Regions from separate parts of the Sus scrofa genome. Here region 2 is linked to region 1. The links are chromatin contacts, called in public promoter capture Hi-C maps. All regions are on one chromosome and are shown on one strand. The core of a region is the stretch at or near the end of the contact, and the rest is flanking DNA. Distances in the headings are between cores, read along the strand shown.

Region 1 (3,094 bases), core at 326-2,825:
CGAGTCTTCTTCCCGAAGGATGCATTCAGCAGAGCCGCTCTTGTCTTTTCCCCTTGGTCAGTGGTCAGTATCGTAGAAGAGCAAGAGAGGCCACAGAGAACCATTGGGAAATAGCACAAGTCGATTCATCTTCTCTTTGTCTCTCCCGCCTTCCTTCTTTCCTTCCTGTATCCTACCCCTCAGGGTCTGAGTGTATTTCCTAGAGAGGGGAGAGCATCCTTTCTGAGGAACCTGCAAAAGCCATAAAAATGACCACTCAGAATAGGGTTTGTGCCATGGATTCCTCTTCTTCCCTTATTTGCTTTATCCCTTCCCAGGAGCTTGAATATACCAAGTGAGGAAAGGATCTTATTCTTTCTCTGAGTATCTTACAACTAACTCCTCTTGAGAGCCACCGTCTAGCTGTACGTGAACGTGAGACTAAACCACCATTCCTTACTCTTACTGTGAAGATGTGGGCTTGGATCACCTGTTATTAATAGTTTTTTTTCTTCAGTCTTTCAGGTCCTGTTGGTTTATAATGTATAATGAGAGCTCCAGTTACCTCTCCTAATTAATTTTTATGATGGTTTTTTGGTATCCTGACAGATAGTGCTTGTATCAGTGAAAAGGATTTGGGGATAGAGTCCATCCTGTTGTCCTTATTTATTTTATTTCTCAACTGCATTCAGAAGTTGATTCATCAGCGAGTTCTCTGGTGGCTTAATGGTTAAGGACTCAGCATTGTCACTGTGGCTTGGGTTCAGTCCTTGACCTGAGAACTTCTGCATGCCACAGATACAGCCAGAAAAGAAAATAAAAGTAAAAGAAAGAAAGTGATTGATTGATCAGAACTGCACTTTTGGAGTTCCCGTTGTGGCTTAGTGGTTAACAAACCCAGCTAGTATCCATGAGGATGCAGGTTCAATCCCTAGCCTTGCTTAGTAGGTTAAGGATCTGGCGTTGCCATGAGCTGTGGTGTATGTCGCAGACGTGGCTGAGATCCTGCATTGCTGTGGCTGCGGTGTAGGCCAGCAGCCGTAGCTCTAATTCGACCCCACATGCTGTGTATGCAGCCCTAAAAACACAAGACAAAAGACAAAAAAAAAAAAAAAAAAAAACCAAAAAACTGCAGCTTTGTTAAACTTGGTCTCTGTTTATAAAATGGGGACCATAGCAGTGAGATCTCAATACCCACAATCCTGAAACCTGGTTAATCACTTCAGGGTCCAATTAAAATAACAGTTATCAGCTGGTATTGGGATTATAATTTGTGTTTGGCCAGTACAACTGCGTAAAAAAATCCAGACTAAACAAAGATCTTGTATTTTGTTCTTTGTATTTTTCCCTTCCTCAGTCAGGGAAAGCCTGTGTGTTTGCTAGGCCAAAAGCCATTGCTGTTTGTTTTTTTTGTGTTTGTTTGTTTTTATAAACGGCTAAAGCAATGGTGGAAAACTTGCATGTTTAGAGGCCCAGGTGGGGCTCAGGGTCCACTAGGTTCGGCTCAGGACTGCCAGCCTGCAGCTCCCAGGGCGGTCCGTGCCCTGGTTCCGCCCCTGCACCCAGGTCACAGACGGGGGAGGAGAGGACCAGAGCATGTGCTGTGGGAAAGAAGCTGGTTTCATAACACTGGACTCCTCAGGAAATGTGACTGTGGTAGAGGGTTCGCCTCCCGTTAAAGGCCATCTGAAATAAAACAAAACAAACAAAAACCCAAGATTAAATCTGACAGTCTTGAGTTCCCATTGTGGCGCAGTGGTTAACAAATCTGACAAGAACCATGAGGTTGCAGGTTTGGTCCCTGGCCTTGTTCAGTGGATTAAGGATTCGGTGTTGCTGTGAGCTGTGGTGTAGGTCGCAGACACGGCTCGGATCCCACTTTGCTGTGGCTGTGGTGTAGGCTGGCAGCTACAGTGTTGATTAGACCCCTAACCTGGGAACCTCCATATGCTGTGGGTGCGGCCCTAAAAAGACAAAAAAATAAAAAATAAAAATAATAAAAAAAATAAAGCTGACAGTCTGAGTCCATCTTTATTGGCCAGCTTGCTTCTAATCCCATGGAGAGATTGGTCTGGGGGCAGTAGGGATAGGGGCGTGCTCTGAGGATGCTGTGGGAGATGGCAGTATCCATCTTTCCTTAAGAAAGATGTCCCAAGGGTTAAGAAGGTGCACCAAAAAAATAAAATAAAAAATAAAAAAAAAAAAGAGGAGTTCCCATCGTGGCGCAGTGGTTAACAAATCCGACTAGGAACCATAGGGTTGCGGGTTCGATCCCTGGCCTCACTCAGTGGGTTAAGGATCCAGCGTTACCGTGAGCTGTGGTGTAGGTTGCAGACGCCGCTCGGATCCCACGTTGCTGTGGCTCTGGTGTAGGTCGGCAGCTACAGCTCCGATCCGACCCCTAGCCTGGGAACCTCCATATGCCACAGGAGCAGCCCAAAGAAATAGAAAAAGACAAAAAAAAAAAAAAAGAAGGGGCACCGATATGCAGGGGCTTGGCACAGAGTGGTGGCACAGACTCAGTGGGAACACAGGTGCCACTGCTTAACCAGTGGCCTTGGTGGACTTTCCACCATAGACCTTCCAATGGCTGCCAGGGGTTGGGGTGGTGCTAGAACCAGTAAGTCTGGAAGACCCATGAGCTCTTCTGATTTGCTCTGTTTCTTTCAACACTTGGGACCTTCATGGGGGAACCTTTGTAATGACCTGAGATGAATCTACTGCCTCTTGGTTGGATGGGGGCTTGAGATTTAACTTGAATTAAAGACAATAATGTAAAGTGACATTTCCTACATATGCGAGCCTATGGGGTAAAGTTCATTCTTGCTGTTATAATAGTGAAAAATTGGAAATGATTTTTATGTGAAATAATGAAGACTAGCTTAAATTATGGCAATCCAGGCCATAATGCATAGAACTAGATTGCTTTGCAAAAAGATGTTTATCATGTACTAGTATATGAAAAACTCAGATTATAATGTAGCAAGTATAGTTTGATCCCACTTTAATTTTTTAAAAAAGAATATTGACATGCGTATGTGTCTTCATAAAAATATGGGTAGAAAAAGTCTGGAAGTAGGTAGTACAAATGTTGATAGTGTGTTTCTGTGTTGTT
Region 2 (3,307 bases), core at 291-2,790, 110 kb before region 1:
GAACTCCCTTACCTTTTCTGGATCAGTCAATTTGATGAAAATTCTAAGTCCTCTCACTTACACATATATATGTGTGTGAGCATTTTGTCTAGGGAGAAAACCAACTTTATTACCATAATTATATGATTACAACTCTTCCCCTCTACACACACACACAATTTTTTGCACCTTTGGAAAAAAGTTCCTAACCTCTGTTCCCTCAAAGAACACCTGCCCTGAGGGAAATTATATCAACTAGTCAACAGAAGGCAGAAGAGACTGGGGCAGGGAGGAAAGAAGATCACAAAAGGGACATTTTACAGGATTTATTCTGATAGGTCATCATACTTGAGGCCCTCACCTCAGTGGAAGAGGATTTTGGAATCAAAAAGCCTTGGTTCAAACCTGTGCCCTCTTCCCACCCCTCCCCTACCCCCTAATCCTTTCTCTAATGCATTGTATGACTTTAGGCAAATCATTATTCATTAGATTTTTTTTTCCCCCTCTGGAAAATGGAATCTTATCAGACCTCTTCTAAGGGTTACTGAATGATCAAACGAGAGATAACATAGGAAGACATGATTCTAGGTCTCCAGTAAGCACAAGGCACAATGATGCTTAATGTATGTGCCTTTCCCTTTGCTTCATCTTCAGGCTTTCGGCTTGCCCTACCATTTAGCTCTCAGCTACAGTGTCACCTCCTCTGAGCCATCTCTCCTTCCTCATCACTCTCAATTCTATCACCCTGCTTTAAATTAGTCAGGATGCTTCTCAGGTGTGCAATGGCTTCACTTTTACCTGCTTATTGATGACTGATTGACTACCCCCCCACCACTAGTCTAAAAGCTCGTCCAAGGCAGGAGTTCCCATTGCAACTCAGTGGGTTAAGAATCTGACTAGTATCCATGAGGATGTGGGTTCCATGCCTAGCCTCACTCGGTGGGTTAAAGATCCAGCATTGCCACCAGCTGGGATGTAGGTCACAGATGCGGTTTAGATCTGGTGTTGCTGTGGCTTAGGCTGGCAGCTACAGCTCCTATTTGAGCCCTAGCCTGGGAACTCCCATATGCCACAGGGCCGAGACCTCGTCTTGTATTATTGCGGGCTTCTAACAGCTCATGGGACAGATGGACACTCAAATTTTGGTGAGTCAGGAGAGCAGTGGTTCAGAGCCTGGAATCAGGAGGAGGGCTTCTGGGATGTGAATCCCAGCTTTTCAATTTACTGGTTAGCTGACATTAGGCAGGTTAACTCTCTGTGCCTCATTTTCAGCCTATGTATAATGGGCGATTCTGATAAAACATAAATTTATTAGACATGTTAATGCGGGTAATACATTTAGAAGAGTGCCTGGCACAAAGTTAAGTCTTATATAAGGGCAGTTGTTATCCTTCAGTGAGTGAATAAAGTGTAACTACAATAGTGAGGCCACGTGACCCTGTAAGTGTTTCAGATACGCTCTGCTGCTTCAGGTTTGACAGTAAAAAGACTTATTCTTTTAGTAAAACTTGTTGCTTCGCTCCACCGCACCGCATCACCCACCTGGCTTGCCACGAGTTAGCTGAAGGGGAGGTGCGGTACCTAATTCCGACAGAGCCCCGGGTCACCCACAGGTGGCACTGCGCGGGGTTCTCCCGGCCTGGGGGTGTCCTCATCCTCGCACCGCGGTTCTGGGGTTGGGGGAGGAGGCCCAGCGCGCCGTCCGAAACACCAGGGAAGTTTCTTCGACTCTCCCCATACTCCAGTTGGGTCGCGGGAGCCCTGGCGCGTATCCGACCCACTCTGGCCATTTGTTTCAGACCCGCAGTAGGGCGGTGGGAACAGGTCGCCGCCGGTCTCGGTGAGCGGGGGCGGGGCGGTAGAGAGGCGGGGCGGGGAGCGCAGGGGCGGGGCCGGAGGGCAGGGGCGTGGCTGGATATCAGGGGCGGGGTCGGAGAGCAGGGGCGGGGGGGACTCGGGACTCCGTGGCGCTGGCAGACCTCACGTCTCCCGGGCTCGGCGCAGCCGGCGCACTCCAGCCAGGTAAGGGCGCCGAGGACCGACGAGGGCGGCCCGGGGACTGGGCGACTCTGGGCGGGGAAGGGTGGGGACGGAGATGCACGCGCCAAGAGGAGTCTTCTACAAACCCAGAGACGTGGAACTAAAAACGATTTTCTCTCTTCTGTGCCGCTGTGAGTGGGGACGTGCCGCGGCAGGTGAGGACCCCTGCTCCTGCGGTCCAGGAAGGGACAGGTGCACGTCCCAGCGTAGCCGCGCCTTCCGGCGGCCGCCGCCTCTCCGCCTCTCGGGCTCGGGCACTGGCCTCTACCGAGGAACACCCGCCCCTTTCCCCTTGGGTCTCTGGACCAAGGCCGCCCCTCGGCAAATTCGGCATTGGGTTCGCTTCTCAGCTGCGCCGCGGGGTTGATTCCTTCTCTCAGCTTGATTGAATCCGCCGAGGCTTGGCAGAATCCACCGAGACTTTCCAGAGTTGCACGTATCCTAAGTGCCTCACATTACTAGCCTTACGTTTTTCATCTGGGAAATTGTGTTTGAACCTTGAAAAAAGGGGTCTGGTGAATAAATATATTGGAAAAGCTAGGGCCTTGACTCGGTGTGTGTGGGGGGGGCGGCGGCAGCGTGAGCTTTCCCTCGGATCCTAAATTTCCTTTTGGTTTGATTTTTTTGTTTGTTTCGTTTTCATGGAAGAATAACACGTTGCTGTGTATCAGGTTCAGAAACAGCCTCATCTATTGCCATTCTTTGGAGACTGGAATATTTGATTAGAAGCTTGGGTCTCAATGTTAAGTCGGAACAACAGGATGACTGGTGGCTAAGTGGGTTTGAAGCTGGTCCAAAATAGTTAAGTGTTTTCAGCATATACCCTGTGTTTTTCCAGAGAGTGCCCATTTTTCCTGTTAGGAAATTCTGAGAATTTATTCTCTTCTAGATGATTCTCCCCTAAAGAGCTGGATAGGAAAAAACAGCCCCAACCAAACAGTAGGTTTCCCAGATAAGTTTAGGATTTAGCAGGTTAGTGTGTGACGCTAGTAGCTCAGCTGGCGAGAGTCACATGTAGTTTGGAGTGTCATGATTTCTGTGGAGAAAAGAAGTGTGTGTAATTTTCTCATTACGTATTTGAGAATAGTTTTTAGTTTAAGGTACATTTTCATTGTTTAGGCAAGACCTATACTTTCCCAATACTCCAATTAATCTGATCAATGTATTGCTTCTCTCGCCAGCTTTAGATGATTACTGCATTGTGTTTATGTTAATGATCTTGATTCTTCCCATGGGGTGTGTACTTTTTGGTTTGTGGGACCGTATAGAGCCCTATAGGGTAAGTGTT

The links. Promoter capture Hi-C pulls out the DNA fragments that hold promoters and counts their contacts.
Region 2: a contact with region 1 is called in a promoter capture Hi-C map of liver, with 9 times the contacts expected there. The contact joins the promoter of TEC here to the enhancer-like site in region 1. A contact is called at or near these places in 2 of 5 promoter capture datasets (fetal liver and liver), 7 of 47 Hi-C or Micro-C datasets (alveolar macrophages, blood, embryonic fibroblasts and 1 more) and 1 of 2 datasets of contacts at active chromatin or transcription factors (alveolar macrophages).

Annotation. Positions count from the first base shown.
Region 1 is chr8:38,070,857-38,073,950 of Sscrofa11.1, reverse strand. The region is part of intron 8 of TEC (tyrosine-protein kinase Tec); the gene reads left to right. Among named protein-coding and RNA genes, the nearest start is that of TXK, 25 kb to the right of the region's middle. Within about 2 kb of position 1,575, at least 2 of the 83 cell types and tissues checked have an H3K27ac peak or open chromatin away from gene starts, as enhancers often do. A contact at or near this core is called in alveolar macrophages and liver, where this site is marked.
Region 2 is chr8:38,180,492-38,183,798 of Sscrofa11.1, reverse strand. It overlaps TEC (tyrosine-protein kinase Tec), which reads left to right and starts at 1,540. Exons shown (of 18, transcript XM_013978657.2): 1 at 1,540-1,819.